Regions from separate parts of the Mus musculus genome. Here region 2 is linked to region 1. Evidence: chromatin contacts called from public promoter capture Hi-C data. All regions are on one chromosome and are shown on one strand. The core of a region is the stretch at or near the end of the contact, and the rest is flanking DNA. Distances in the headings are between cores, read along the strand shown.

Region 1 (6,438 bases), core at 1,897-4,396:
AAAAGGGAGTTAGAAAGGCCACACATCCCTGGGCGAGTGTGAGTGGGGGAATCCTGGAGTAGAGAGAGACACATGGTTCTCAGCATTGCTGAATTGTGCCTAACCTGGTCATTCTGGGGTCAGTGGCATAATTGGTGTTCCAAGAGGAAAGATCTTCCAGCTAGGGAGCTGGGAGTCTAATAAGTCTCCAACTGGGGGCCAGCTTCAAGGGTATCCAGCTGGTGGAGGTGAGCTGTGGAGATCCTAGGTGCTAGCAACAACAGGGCATCCTGACCACCACCAGCTTCCAGAGACCAGGGAAGAGGCAGATGCTGAGAGAACACAGATTTAGCTACAGTGTCTGGGGGTGTGTGTGTGGAAATGTCCCTAACTCTACTGTCCCCATCTCCTGTTAGCAGCCTGACAACCACCCTCTGACCAAAGCAATCAGAACATAGAGAGGGAAGACAAAACACTGGCAGAGTATTCTAAAGCCACCGTGGGGCCACAAAGTGAGCAGGAAGAGGGACAGCCACCAGCATAACACACAGAGACTGGAGCACACCAGACACTCAAGAGATCCTCCTGTCATGCAGGGGATGGCCACAAGGCACCCCAAGAATCATATCCCAGAATCCCTAGGAAAACAAGGACTCGGACATCTGAAGCTAGTGAGGACTTCTAGTTAGAATATAGAGTGCTCCACAGCACATAAAGCCTACAGGAGCATCCAGATCCCTCAGGAGAGCCCCCAGACCCTCCAGGAGCACTCAGAGCCTGAGGGAGCACTTAGATCCCTCAGATCCCTCCGACCCCTCAGGAGAGCACTCAGATCCTACGGGAGCACCCAGAGCCTTCAGGAGCACTTAGAGTCTGAGAGTACTTGAGCCCCCATGTCTCAGTGTTCTAATGCTGTGAAGAGACACCAGGACCAAATCAATATTTTTTAATGATTTACTTACTTATTTAATGTATATGAGTATACTGTAGCTGTCTTCAAACACACCAGAAGAAGGCATCAGATCCCCTTACAGATGGTTGTGAGCCACCATGTGGTTGCTGAGAATGGAACTCAGGAGAGAACAGCCAGTCCTCATAACTGCTGAGCCATCTCTCCAGCCACAACCAAGGCAATTCTTACAGAAAAAGGCACTTAATTGGGGGATTGCTTCTGGTTTAAGAGGTGCTGGGGCTTATCTGAGCTACATCCTGAGCTGCAGGCCAGAAAGACTGGGCCCAGCATGGGCTTTGAAACCTCAAGTCCACCCTACAAGGCAGCACCTCCTAATCCTTCTAATCCTTTCAAACAGTTCTATTCCCGATGACTAAGCATTCTAATATATGGGCCTATGGCAGCCATTGTTACTTAGACCACCACACCCTAGGAGCACTCAGAGCCCATAGGAGCACTCAAGGCCTACAGAGCTGCTGACTGCAAGACATGGTACCTGGGCCTGGATATGCCTTGGTTTGGGGACTCCTTGATTCTCCCAAGGTCTATCCCTCATTTTCCTCCTTTGTATGTTAGGGACAGTCACGTGATCCGAGTACTGATGGTCCATCCACGTTCAAGGCATACATAGCTAACGACACCACTGCTAGCTGCAGGTACTCTTGAGGCCGCACAGCCAGTCAGCCTCAGGCAGGCTCCCACTGTCTTTGAGTAAAGGGAAGATTTCATGCCCATGACCTCATCAGCCTACAGCCTTCCTTTGAAGAAAGAGGGACACGGAGAAAGCTTGGCTCATTGAACTGCCGGGAAGCTGGGTCAAGGCCATGACATGAGGTCCCAGGAATGAGGATTAGATTTCTGCCATGCAAGAAGGCACAGGGAGGTCACTCGCTGCTCTCCTGCCGGGCCCGACTCACTCAGAATGTTCACTCAGACCCAGGCACCACCACACTCAAGGGTCCCACTTCTGAATCAGAGATGCCACTCCTTTGAGGCTGTGGACCCTATGCTTAGCGCCCTGTGAGCTTTGCCATGCACTCCTGTCCTCCTGAGGACCTTGCTTTCAAACAGGACCCTGCAAACATGCGGGAACCTTTCCTGAATGGCTAGAGCTCTGGGGCTATGCGCCTGAACTGGACCGCGTCATTACCTTGAGCTAGGGTCCAGGAAGCCATGCCAGTACCAGAACTATTTGGATCTGGGCCCTCTGGAAGAACCCATGACATCACTAGGACAGTCCGTTGTTTGGGAAAATAACTACTTTCACATGGCAACAGATCTGGTTGTCAGCGCTCCAGCTGGGGCCCTCACTGTGAACAGAGCAGGGTCACTTGATATCTTAGGGTCATGCTTCCCAAATCAAGTCCCTTCTTTGGACTCCCTCTTCTAGCCTTTAAGGGCACCTGGACGCACACAATTTAAGATTAAAACAAATCAAGCAAGCAAGCAAACAAAGGAAAAAACAAAAAACAAAACAAAACAAAACAAAACAAAAAAAGAAACAAAGAAACCCAGGTGTGCTGCTTTATCTACAGCCAATGTAATGACAGCAGCTCAAGGCAGCTAGGCCTGCCTCTCTGGAGGAGAACCACCCAGAAAAGGCCTCCTCGCAGTTCATCCTTTAGGATTTGCCACATCTGTCCTGGTTGAATGCTCCGTGGTGGGCAGTGGGCAGCAGTCTGAGCTCCATCTGCCTGGCTTAGGACATCAGAGGGATCCGACCTTTCAGCCAGACTGGGTCAGTTCTCTGTAGCTGCTAGTAGCAGACTCCGTAGCTGGAGCCTGAGAGGTGCCAGCTGTGCAGATACATCCGGGGTGGGGAAGAGCAGGGAAACCTTAAAAGTGCTCCAGGTTCCCCAGCTTGAAAAGGAGGAGCCATAAGGGCTGCCATATTCTCAGGTACTCAACTTGTCATTAAGGCCTGGAACCATGAGAAAAGAAGAGACCCGGGGCGGGGGGAGGTCCTAAGAAGACGTGCAGAATGGTGCAGTGGGTGTCCTTAGAGAAAGGGGGGGGTGTCTTAGAAAGCCTCGGGTGCAGGGCTAGGAGAAGAGAAGCTAACCCTGGGCTACAGGCAGCAAAGTGGAGGCGTGCACGGACCGGATCGGGCGCCCGCCTCCTCAGGGTCCCCTGTGCCTGCAGAGCGTGCCCTAGCCGCGAGGGGGCGACGGCAGCGAGGGCGGCGCGCGCGAGGCGGGGGATTCAAGCGCGTTATAAGGCGCCGACCTGACCAGCCGTGCTCTTTACTGCCGCCGCCGCCGCCAGCATGGCCTCGACCCGCCGCCCCGTCGGAGCTCGCACGCTGCTCGCCTGCGCCAGCCTACTCGCCGCCATGGGCCTCGGTGTCCCTGAGTCCGCGGAGCCCGTGGGGACTCATGCACGCCCGCAGCCGCCCGGGGCCGAGCTGCCCGCCCCGCCAGCCAACAGCCCGCCGGTAAGACGCAGCCGCGCCCCACATCTTCCTGTCCCGGGGGGCCCTAAGACGGTGGGGAAGGTGGCACCCCTTGCTGCGCAGTGTCCAACACTGGGGATACGTCGCTCTCAGGGGCTCTGTGAGACCCAGGGTTGGGTGGATGCGTCCTCTGTACCGTGGCTTTGGCGGCAGAACTCCACTAGGCCAGTAGGAGAGATTGGGAAAGGTGTGAAATGCAGTTAACTTGCTCCTCGTGAAACTGGAAGACTGGTGAGAGAGCGGGGCTCCCAGATCTAGTTCCTTTTTGTTAGGTGACTGCGTCTGGGAAAGGAGTGATGTAACCAGGCTCTGCCTGCGATCCCTCCCAAGATCTCCACCTGAACTGCTGGGGTGGAGACGCAGGCTGGGGAGGGTGTGGCTAGAGGCCTGGGGAGGGTGGATTGGTAGCCTTCATTGGAGCTGGTCAGTCCTGTTGGTGAGAGTTCAGGGAAGAATTTCAGGGTCTAGTTGATCGCTCATGCTGTGGGCCAGGCACAAGGAAACCCCAGGCCAGCGCGCTCTTCAGTTCTCAGCACCCCAGGGGCCAACAAAACATCCACTAAGACAGCTGGAGATGGTTACAATACCTCCCTCTGCAAGGCATCCCTGGGTCCTTCCACCATCCCATTTCTGCCTCCTTTGGTGGGAGTAAACATGTCCTTGTTGTCTGAAGCCTCCCCCTGACCCCCAGCCATCAGCCTTCAAAACTTTCATGAGGTCCAGACATAGTCACCAGGAAGTGGGGAGTAGGCTGGACCTTCCCAGTGGAATGTTGGCCTTGAACCCTCTTTGGGAGGGGCAAGGTGTCACCAGTTCCCTGATAGCTGGAACCCAGCTCCCACTCCAACTCCTGGGGCCCCTGACCAACATGGCTCCATGTATTTTCGGTGCTGCCCTCAAGTTGACAGTGGTGCGAGTCTGTACACAGGCCACCGGTCCCCTGGAAGGGTCAGTACACCTGTTCTGACCTATAATGGAAGCACTGCACTGTGAGTGTCCACTGAGGGCATCAGACAGCAAGAAGCATAGAAGCCTCCATCATCCTGACACAGCAGCCTGGCCTGTGACCCACAAGACCCCGGTTTGGGTAGTTTTGAGATCCTGGGTCTTTCTGTCAGACACTGGAGTCTGTGCCCTTGACTTCTTCTAAGGCCTCTTGAATGGTTCATTCCTTTCCTAGCTGGTAGCCCTACATGGAACCCAGACCATTAGAGGCCTATTAACTGTCCTATTTGCCAAAGGCCTCTGCCAGGAAACAAGGCCACTCTCAGAGCTTGAATCCTTGGGCCAGTGTTTTAGAAAGCTGAGAAAAGTAAAGGCCTAGCTAGAGTCATGACATCCGGCTCCTCTGCCCCACTGCTCCCCATGCCCTGTGACCACAGTGGCCCTGAGGCTGGTCTCCCTGACACTTCTGACTGTGGGGAGGGACAAAATGACCTGTTGTCACCCAGTATTCATATATTCATAGTCACCTCCTAAGCAACTGTGGGTTCCAGTGACTGTCAAAGGACGGTGACACTCAAGGAAAAGCAAGAAGATACATCCCAGAGCACCTGCTTTGGAGCCCCACTCCTACCTTCCTGCAGCCTGGGCTCCCTCCTCCATGGGCTGGGGATGGGTCGGACACTACCTCTGAAAACACAAGTGACAAGGGCAAGATGCTACCAAGCAAACCTACTGTGGCCATCTGTGTTCCAGGAACCCACCATTGCGCATGCACACAGTGTGGATCCCCGGGATGCTTGGATGCTGTTCGTCAAGCAGAGTGACAAGGGGATCAACAGTAAGAGGAGGAGCAAAGCCAGGAGGCTGAAGGTGAGCAGCTTGGGCCCACCACCTCCCCGAGCCCCTAGTACCCTTTCCAACAGCAGAAGCCATGGAAAGAAACAAGGATCAAGTATGAAGCTGGCGTCCAGCAAGTCAGGAGTTAGGAGCCCTCAGGATGCCAGGTCCTCCCCAGATTTCCCTTCATGGCCAGAGGGAGAAGCTCACCCAACATATGCTAAGGAGTTGGGTTGGCTTCGGGCTGCTGGAATGGTACAGGATGGGAGCCTCTCAGTATGGCCCTGGCTTGGGCAGGAAGCTGGCACTTGGACCTGATGACTGACTCCTGCATTGAGTTCCTCCAAGTAACTCTGGATCCAGGCTGGGCTTCAGTGTGTGTTGTGTTTCTCTATTGAGGGTCAGCCTTACCTGCCCAGGATCTGACCCATTCACTGGGCCTGGGTGTGTGTATGTGTGTGTGGTCAGCCCTGCCCCCTTAGGCTACCTGGCCTTGCTTAGGCTTCTCTATGCAGGAGCTTGCCTCCTTCCCTTAGGTCCTGACCCAGACCAGTATAAACTCCCAAGTGCAGTGGAGACTTGTTGTTGTGTCTCAGGCCAGACTGAGATTCACGTCCCCAGAAGCAGCCTGGGTGGTCTTTATCTGGGAATCACATCCAGAGAGGCAGCTGTAGGGCTCTTGCATACAGAGCCTGCCGTGCCCTGTACAGCCCCTAAGAAGCTCCACATCTGCACAATCCCATCCTTGCCCATGCCTGCACTCCATGCTTGATGATAGAGGAGTATGAGAGCCCTAAGGACCTCCACACGGAGGGAAGAGCCCACAGCCAAGGCGGGAGCTCTCCTGCCAGCCTCGATGTAGGACCCGGCAGAAGGGTCACCTCTCCCCTCAAATGTTCTTAACCTCTACCTTCCCTTCCAGCTTGGCCTGCCAGGACCCCCAGGGCCACCAGGTCCTCAGGGCCCCCCAGGCCCCTTTATCCCATCTGAGGTTCTGCTGAAGGAGTTCCAGCTGTTGCTGAAAGGTAGGGGTGCCATTCTGTGGGCACATGTTCTGGTGTGGGCAAACCAGCAGGGCATCTCTAGAGGGTAAAGTTCAGGTCCCAGCAAACACCTGCTATGTTGCTTCCCTGTTGGCCGCCCTGCCTGTCATGGGGCGGGACTGTGGGTGGGAGACATGCGGCAGGTGGAAGCCTCAGGGAAGGAGGCCTTTTATTGTTCTTCACTGAGGACAGGCCCTGCAGCCTGCTGCTGGGGAGTGGCTGTCACTATC
Region 2 (6,438 bases), core at 2,500-4,999, 2.4 Mb after region 1:
GTGAAAAACAACCTGCATGCCTGTTTCTTTATTGATGAAAGACAATTTAATCTTGAAGAGTTAAGGGATGCCAGAGCTATCCAATTCCTAAGAGTAATTTCAACACACATTTGGTGGCAGGGGCCTTGCAAATGAAGAAAAGCAAACCAGGACCCAAACCTGGCACCCTGAAACAGGATGCTACACAATACTTACCTCTTTGGCACCAGTGAAGGCAACCCCAGAAAAGGCGTATCTGTCCAAAACAAGGGTCACACCCTGGTTCAACTTCGCCTTAATTAATGGTCTGAAAAACAGAATGCTCCTGAGTCCTGGAACTGGCTTCCAACTATCCCAAGTCAGAAATCCCATACAGTGACAATTACTGCAGTCATTTATAAACTTATTTACAACCAGAAAGTTCTACATCTTCTCTCTAGGATATGCCAAGAGACACCTCTACCCTTCCCTGCTGAGGGGAGAACCCAGGCAAAGAGCAAAGGATGGCAGAGGGCATGGGGGAGCCAGGAGATGAGACTGATACTTGTGCCCCCAAGTATAACAGACAAAATATCAAAGATTTTTTCCACCAAACACCACAGGCTCACTCACCATCATTACCAGTGTGCAAAATCTTAGATGTGCAAAGGTGGAGGGCTTGGCTTGAGCAAGAAGGTATCACTGAGGCCACAGAAGGGAGTCAGACTCTTCTCAGTTAGCACACCTCACAAGAGGCAACTGATTCTGGGGCATGGGCGAGGAAGGTTGAAATCTAAACTCAGATCTTACAACCTTCACAGAATTAAAATAGACCCCAGACCTAAATGGCTAAGAGAAACTCCTTAAAGGAAAGTGAGAATGAAGGAGAGAGAACCTGGATGCCCTTGGGTTTGATAACACCAAAAATCAAAGTAATTCGAGAACTGACAGCCTTGGAAAATGTAGCTGTGCCATGTAAGAGACAAGCCATAGAACGGGAGACAGGATGTATAAAAGGCATAGCTGAGGGCTGCAGAGATGGCTCAGAGGTTAAGAGCATTGCCTGCTCTTGCAGAGGTCCTGAGTTCAATTCCCAGCACCTACACGATGGCTCACAATTATCTGTAATGGGATCTGGCACCCTCTTCTGGCCTGTAGGCCAGAAGCTGTATGTGTAATAAATAAGTGTAAGAAACAAAAAGAAAGAAAAGCAATCCAGACAATAAAAAAAAAAAAAAAAAGCATATCTGACAAAGGACAGACATACAAAGTATATTCTCTGCAAATGCAACAATACAACAACACAACACCAGCTAACTTAGCTGGGTGGTGGTGGCACATGCCTTTAATCCCAGCACTCAGGAGGCAGTGGCAGGTAGGATGTCTGTGAGTTCAAGGCCAGACTGGTCTACAGAGTGAGTTCCAGGACAGCCAAGGCTACACTGAGAAACTTCATCTAGGAAAAAAAGAGAAGAAAATGAAAATAGCTAGCACTTAAAAGGCTGAGAAGGAAGGGTTATCGTTACTTAGAGGACACTCTGAGCTACAGAGGGGACCAAGTATCTTAAAAACAAAGACAAAAAACAAAAGGCTGGGGGCTGGAGATGTGGCTCTATGGATAAACTGTTTGCCATATAACAGGAAGACTGGGGTTTGGATTTCTAGTACCCCAGAACCCAGATATAAGCCAGCAGGAAGAAAGACATTTAGGGAGACAGACAGGACCCAGAAGCACAAAGGCCAGTGTATCCCAAAATTATCTCAGCTAGGCATGAGGCCAGCCTGGTCTATAAGGCAAGTTCCAGGATAGTCAGGGCTGTTATGTAGGGAAACCTAGTATCAAAAAAAAAACAAAACCAAAAACCAAACCAAACCAAAAAAAAAAAAAAAAAACTTTTAATAAAACAAAACAAGCCGGGTGTGGTGGTGCACGCCTTTAATCCCAGGCAGAGGCAGGCAGATTTCTGAGTTCAAAGTCAGCCTGGTCTACAAAGTGAGTTCTAGGACAGCCAGGGCTATACAGAGAAACCCTGTCTCGAAAAAACAAAAACAAACAAAACAAAACAAACCTTGCCTCAGCAGTTAAAAGCACTTACTGCTCTTGCCAAGGACCCAGGTTTGGTTCCCAGAACTCACATGACAGCTTACAACTCTCAGTAACTCTAGTTACAGGAGTTGTCTTCCTTGGGCAGCAGGTATGCATGAGGTGCACATACAGGTAGCCATTTATATTACACAAAAACGAATACATATTTTTTATGAGGCCAGCCTGGTCTATAAGGCAAGTTCCAGGATAGTCAGGACTGTTATGTAGGGAAACCTAGTATCAAAAAAACAAAACCAAAAACCAAATCAAAAAAAAAACCTTTTAATAAAACAAAACAAGCCGGATGTGGTTAAATACGATGGTCAAATACGACGATGTTTTATCTCAAATACGGCGATTTTTTATCTCAAATACGACGATTTTTTATCTCAAATACGTCGATTTTTTTATCTCAAATACGGCGTCGAATGGTAGGGTAGAGGAAACCTCCCAAGCTGGCCTCTGGTCTCGACGTGCGGGTGTTTGCACACATGCCACACACAGGTGCTCGCACCCTTGCCACACACAAAAGTGTGCATGTTACAACCGGGGAGCAACGACGCAGGTCTTTACACTTGTTCCCAGCGGTTTGCAGAGAAGAGCAGGTGCACGGAGTGATCCTCTAGTTCCGTTTTCTTTTCCAAGTAGGAATTCAGAAGCTTGCCGATTTCCGTTGATCTTTCTAGAAAGACAAAGATACACTCGACTGAAGTCAGACTCTTCACCTGAAGTCTACAGGGGTTTGCACTTAAGTTCTCTCCTTGCACCTACACCTAACTTTCAACCTCCAGACAGCTTTGGACCATCTCTGAAGCCAAAGAAGTCTCCCCGAGAAAAGGAAGTAATGTACGTGCAAGTCTTGATTTCAAAAGTACTTGTAAGACTTTTGACTGGTTGGTTTGAAAATTAAAATATCCTGCAAAGTGGTTGTTCCAATTCCCAACCTACTTAATTTGTAGGATCAGGGGTTGGTGTCCAGTGTACAGGGCGCAAGGCCAAAAGTCAACCTTATGTTCCCTTTTCAGTACTTTTCCACCTTGTGTTTTCAGAGAGGAGCTTCTACCTGAAGCTCAGTTTTGGCTGAACTGGCTGGCTCACAAGTCCCAGGAACGAGTCCGTCTCACCTCTCCAGCGGTTGGATAAGCAACCGTACTAGGTTTTTTTTTTTTTTAACCTGGGAAACTAAACCCAGGCTCTCATTTCAGCCTGTATTTTATTAACTAAGCCATCTCCACCAGCCGGGCCCTCCCAAATCAATGACCAATGAAGAAAATGTCTTCCAGGCTTGTCTGCTGGCCAATCTGGTGGGGCCAGTTTTCTCAATTGAGGTAGCTTGAGTCAAACTGACATAGACTAGCCAGCACACGCATGCACAATAATAAATAAATAGATGTTCTAAAAGCTTTTAAAGATACTAAGACTACAACCCAAAGAGAGAGTGAGGGAATTCTCCAGGCCCACCCGCGCACCGGGGAAACGCAGCAGCTCCGCTCTGTGGCCCGAGGCGCACAGCGCGGTCACCAGCTTGAGGCCCTGCGTGGTCTTGCCAGCACGGTCCACACCCTCCAGCACGATGAGCGCTCCCCGACGCGACGCCATCGCCCGCACAGCACCGGTCAACTTGCCAGGTTCCCGCCAATGTTAGATGCAGCAGAAGCCCGGCGTGCACGGAAGCCCTGCCCTCTTCCGGTTGGAAAACGAATTCTGTGGCCTGCGGGGAACAGCTTCCGGACGTGACGTAATCTAGGCCCGGGAGTCTGCAGTTTAGCGAGCGCCAACTCGCGGAACTTCCGTTCGCCGCTCCCGAAGAGCACCAATCTTAAGGACTGTGGTTGCGCAGGCTCTGGTCACGTGGAAGTTCGAGACCTGTAACGGAATCAAATTTTTATGCCCCTAAGCGCGCTACTGAAGGGTTCTAAAAGTTTCTTATCACACACACACCTGCGCGCGTACAGGAGCCATGTGATGATCAGGCTCTGAAAGGAGTTAAGGATAGGAACATCGACCCCCAAGATGTACTTTCTGCAGCATTTTCGAACCGCTCAGGAATTTTCCTTGTCGTTTTAGTGTAAGTTGGTGGAAGGAAATGGGTTTATTTGCAGCGTGGGCAGAATTGAAACCACCCCCCCCCCTTTTAAATTCCTTTCCCCCTAGCAGTGTTTTTACAGACAAAATAAAGTCAGGGAAAATACATGAGCAGGAGGCGGGCAAATCTCTGTGAGTCTGAGGCCACTTACATAGTTTCAGGCCAGCCAGGGATACATTGTGAGACCCAGGCTCAAAAACCCAAACAACAGTACTCTAGAGGAAGAGAAAAAAGGATCCGCAGTCAAAGGCTGGGCTGGGTTATGTTTTGCCTAATGAACAAAGATTCCATACCCAGCACAGAATAAATTGGATATAGTGAGTGACATAGCCTATAAACCCAACATTTGGGAGGTAGATCAAGGTTTATGCAAACATTTGAACTAACACCCAAAGAAGTGACACAGATGCCAGACACATATGTAAAAATGTGCAACACAAACATATTGTTAGGAATCATGAATTAAGATAATTTCACCTCTTCGAGAATAGCCCAAATCTACAATTCTAACCCTTCATCATGCTGGTGAGGACGTGGAGCGAAGGAGACTGTCAGTGCAGAGGAGAAGGCAAAAACGGTGTGGAAGATAGCTTGGCTGTTTCTCAAGAAAGCACTCTACTTTTAACATGAAGTCAATATTTACCCAAATGGGTTGGAAACTATGTCTGCACACAAATGATTGTATCAGCTCTAGCCACATTTGCCTAAATATGGAAGCAGCTAAGATGTCCTCCAACACGCAAACTGATAAACTGGTAATTACACAGTGAAATAATTTTGAAGTAAAAAGTGAATTATCAGTTACTTACTAGGACATGGAGGAACCTGAACTGTATAATGATAAATGCAGCCAGTCTGAAAAGACTGTGTACTGTAAAATGCAACTACATGGCATGTTAGCAAAGCAATACTACAGAGACTCTAAAACGTTTATTGGTTACAAGTATGCGTGTGTGTGTGTGCGCGCGCTATTGTAATAGACCAAAAGAATTAAAGGCAGTGAAAAATATTCTTCAGGATGCTATAAGGGGGATACTTAATACTTCTCAGAAATATTAGAGCCCACCAAGAGTGGACTCTGGTAAACCCTGGATTTTAGTTATATTGTTTCATTAACTGTAACAGAGTTGCCGTAGGAATGTAAAATGTATTTTTGCAGGCATCGAGGGGTGCGTGGCTTCTTCACGAAGTGCGAGTCAAAGCAACCGAGGTCCAGCGTGGGCACGCCCCCCTCGGGACCAGACAGCCACAAAGAGCATGGAAGTTAACCGATGCCTGTGAGGGGGTCTCCTTCCGGGAGGCCCCGTCAGCCAGGAGAAACCACAGGCAGCGGGTGTCTGAACAACGCGGGAAGAGCGGCAGGTGTCGGCTGGCAGGTTTGGCGCCAGCACACGTGCAAGCGGAGTCCCCTGCCAGGGCTTGGAATCCGGCTGGGCCAGAGACAGAGCTTCCACATTGCAAACTGCGAACCGAGCACATCGCCCATCCGCGTTCCCTCAGGGCAAGCCCCACAGCGCCGCCTGGCGACCACAGCCGGCCGGAAGCCTAGGGGTGGCCCCTGAGTTGCCCCGCCCACTTTCCGGCCAATCGGAGCACGCGGCTCATGAATAGTGAGCGCGCGGCGCCGCCCCGCCCCGAGTCCGCGGCACCGCCCGCTCGCGCAGACCCCGAGCGTGGCCGAGGCGAAGATGGCGACTGCCATGTACTTGGAGCACTATCTGGACAGTAAGCACTCTGGCCGAGCCGCCGCCCGCGCGGGTTCGCGCCGCCGCCGCCGCCCCCGGCCCACCGCGATCCGTGCGAGGCTCCGGGATGCGGAGGAGGATGGGGACTGATCATGGGGACTGTGGGGGCTCACGGCGGGTCTGGGGCGGGGCCGCAGATGGAGGGCGTGGGGCGCGGCGCGGGGTCCCGCCGCCTCCGCCGCGCCAATTCCAGGTGCGTCACGGAGGGGTGTGGCCTGGGGCTCAGCCCGCCTTCTCCGCTTCGGCCACACCCCCGACGCTGACCACGCCTCTGTTCCCGCCTCTCTACTTCGGTCTAGGTTGCGGGGAGGCCCGCCCCTTCTTCACCTGCGGCTTGTGGTGCTCAAATCCCTCTGTAGAGCCAAAGCCACTGTGTTTGCTTGTGGAGCTGTAGGAAGGAACTCTAGGCTAGTGGGGTGCCTTTTTCGAGGGAACTCGTGCTATCACGAGCCAGCCCGGTAAGGGAGGATGCTCTGTATAACGGGTTGACCTTTGACATCCCAGAAATTGGCAACTCCGTTTATTTATAGACCGTGAGATTGGCTCCCAGCAAGAACTCGGAG

Evidence for each region. Promoter capture Hi-C pulls out the DNA fragments that hold promoters and counts their contacts.
Region 2: a contact with region 1 is called in a promoter capture Hi-C map of liver, with 4 times the contacts expected there. The contact joins the promoter of Dtymk here to the promoter of Erfe in region 1.

Annotation. Positions count from the first base shown.
Region 1 is chr1:91,363,284-91,369,721 of GRCm38.p6, forward strand. It overlaps Erfe (erythroferrone), which reads left to right and starts at 3,147. Exons shown (of 8, transcript NM_173395.2): 1 at 3,147-3,365; 2 at 5,082-5,198; 3 at 6,088-6,190. The coding sequence starts at 3,198.
Region 2 is chr1:93,798,185-93,804,622 of GRCm38.p6, forward strand. It overlaps Dtymk (deoxythymidylate kinase), which reads right to left and starts at 3,750. Exons shown (of 5, transcript NM_001105667.1): 1 at 3,514-3,750; 2 at 2,618-2,726; 3 at 196-286. The coding sequence starts at 3,643. It overlaps Ing5 (inhibitor of growth family, member 5), which reads left to right and starts at 5,781. Exons shown (of 8, transcript NM_025454.2): 1 at 5,781-5,855. The coding sequence starts at 5,819.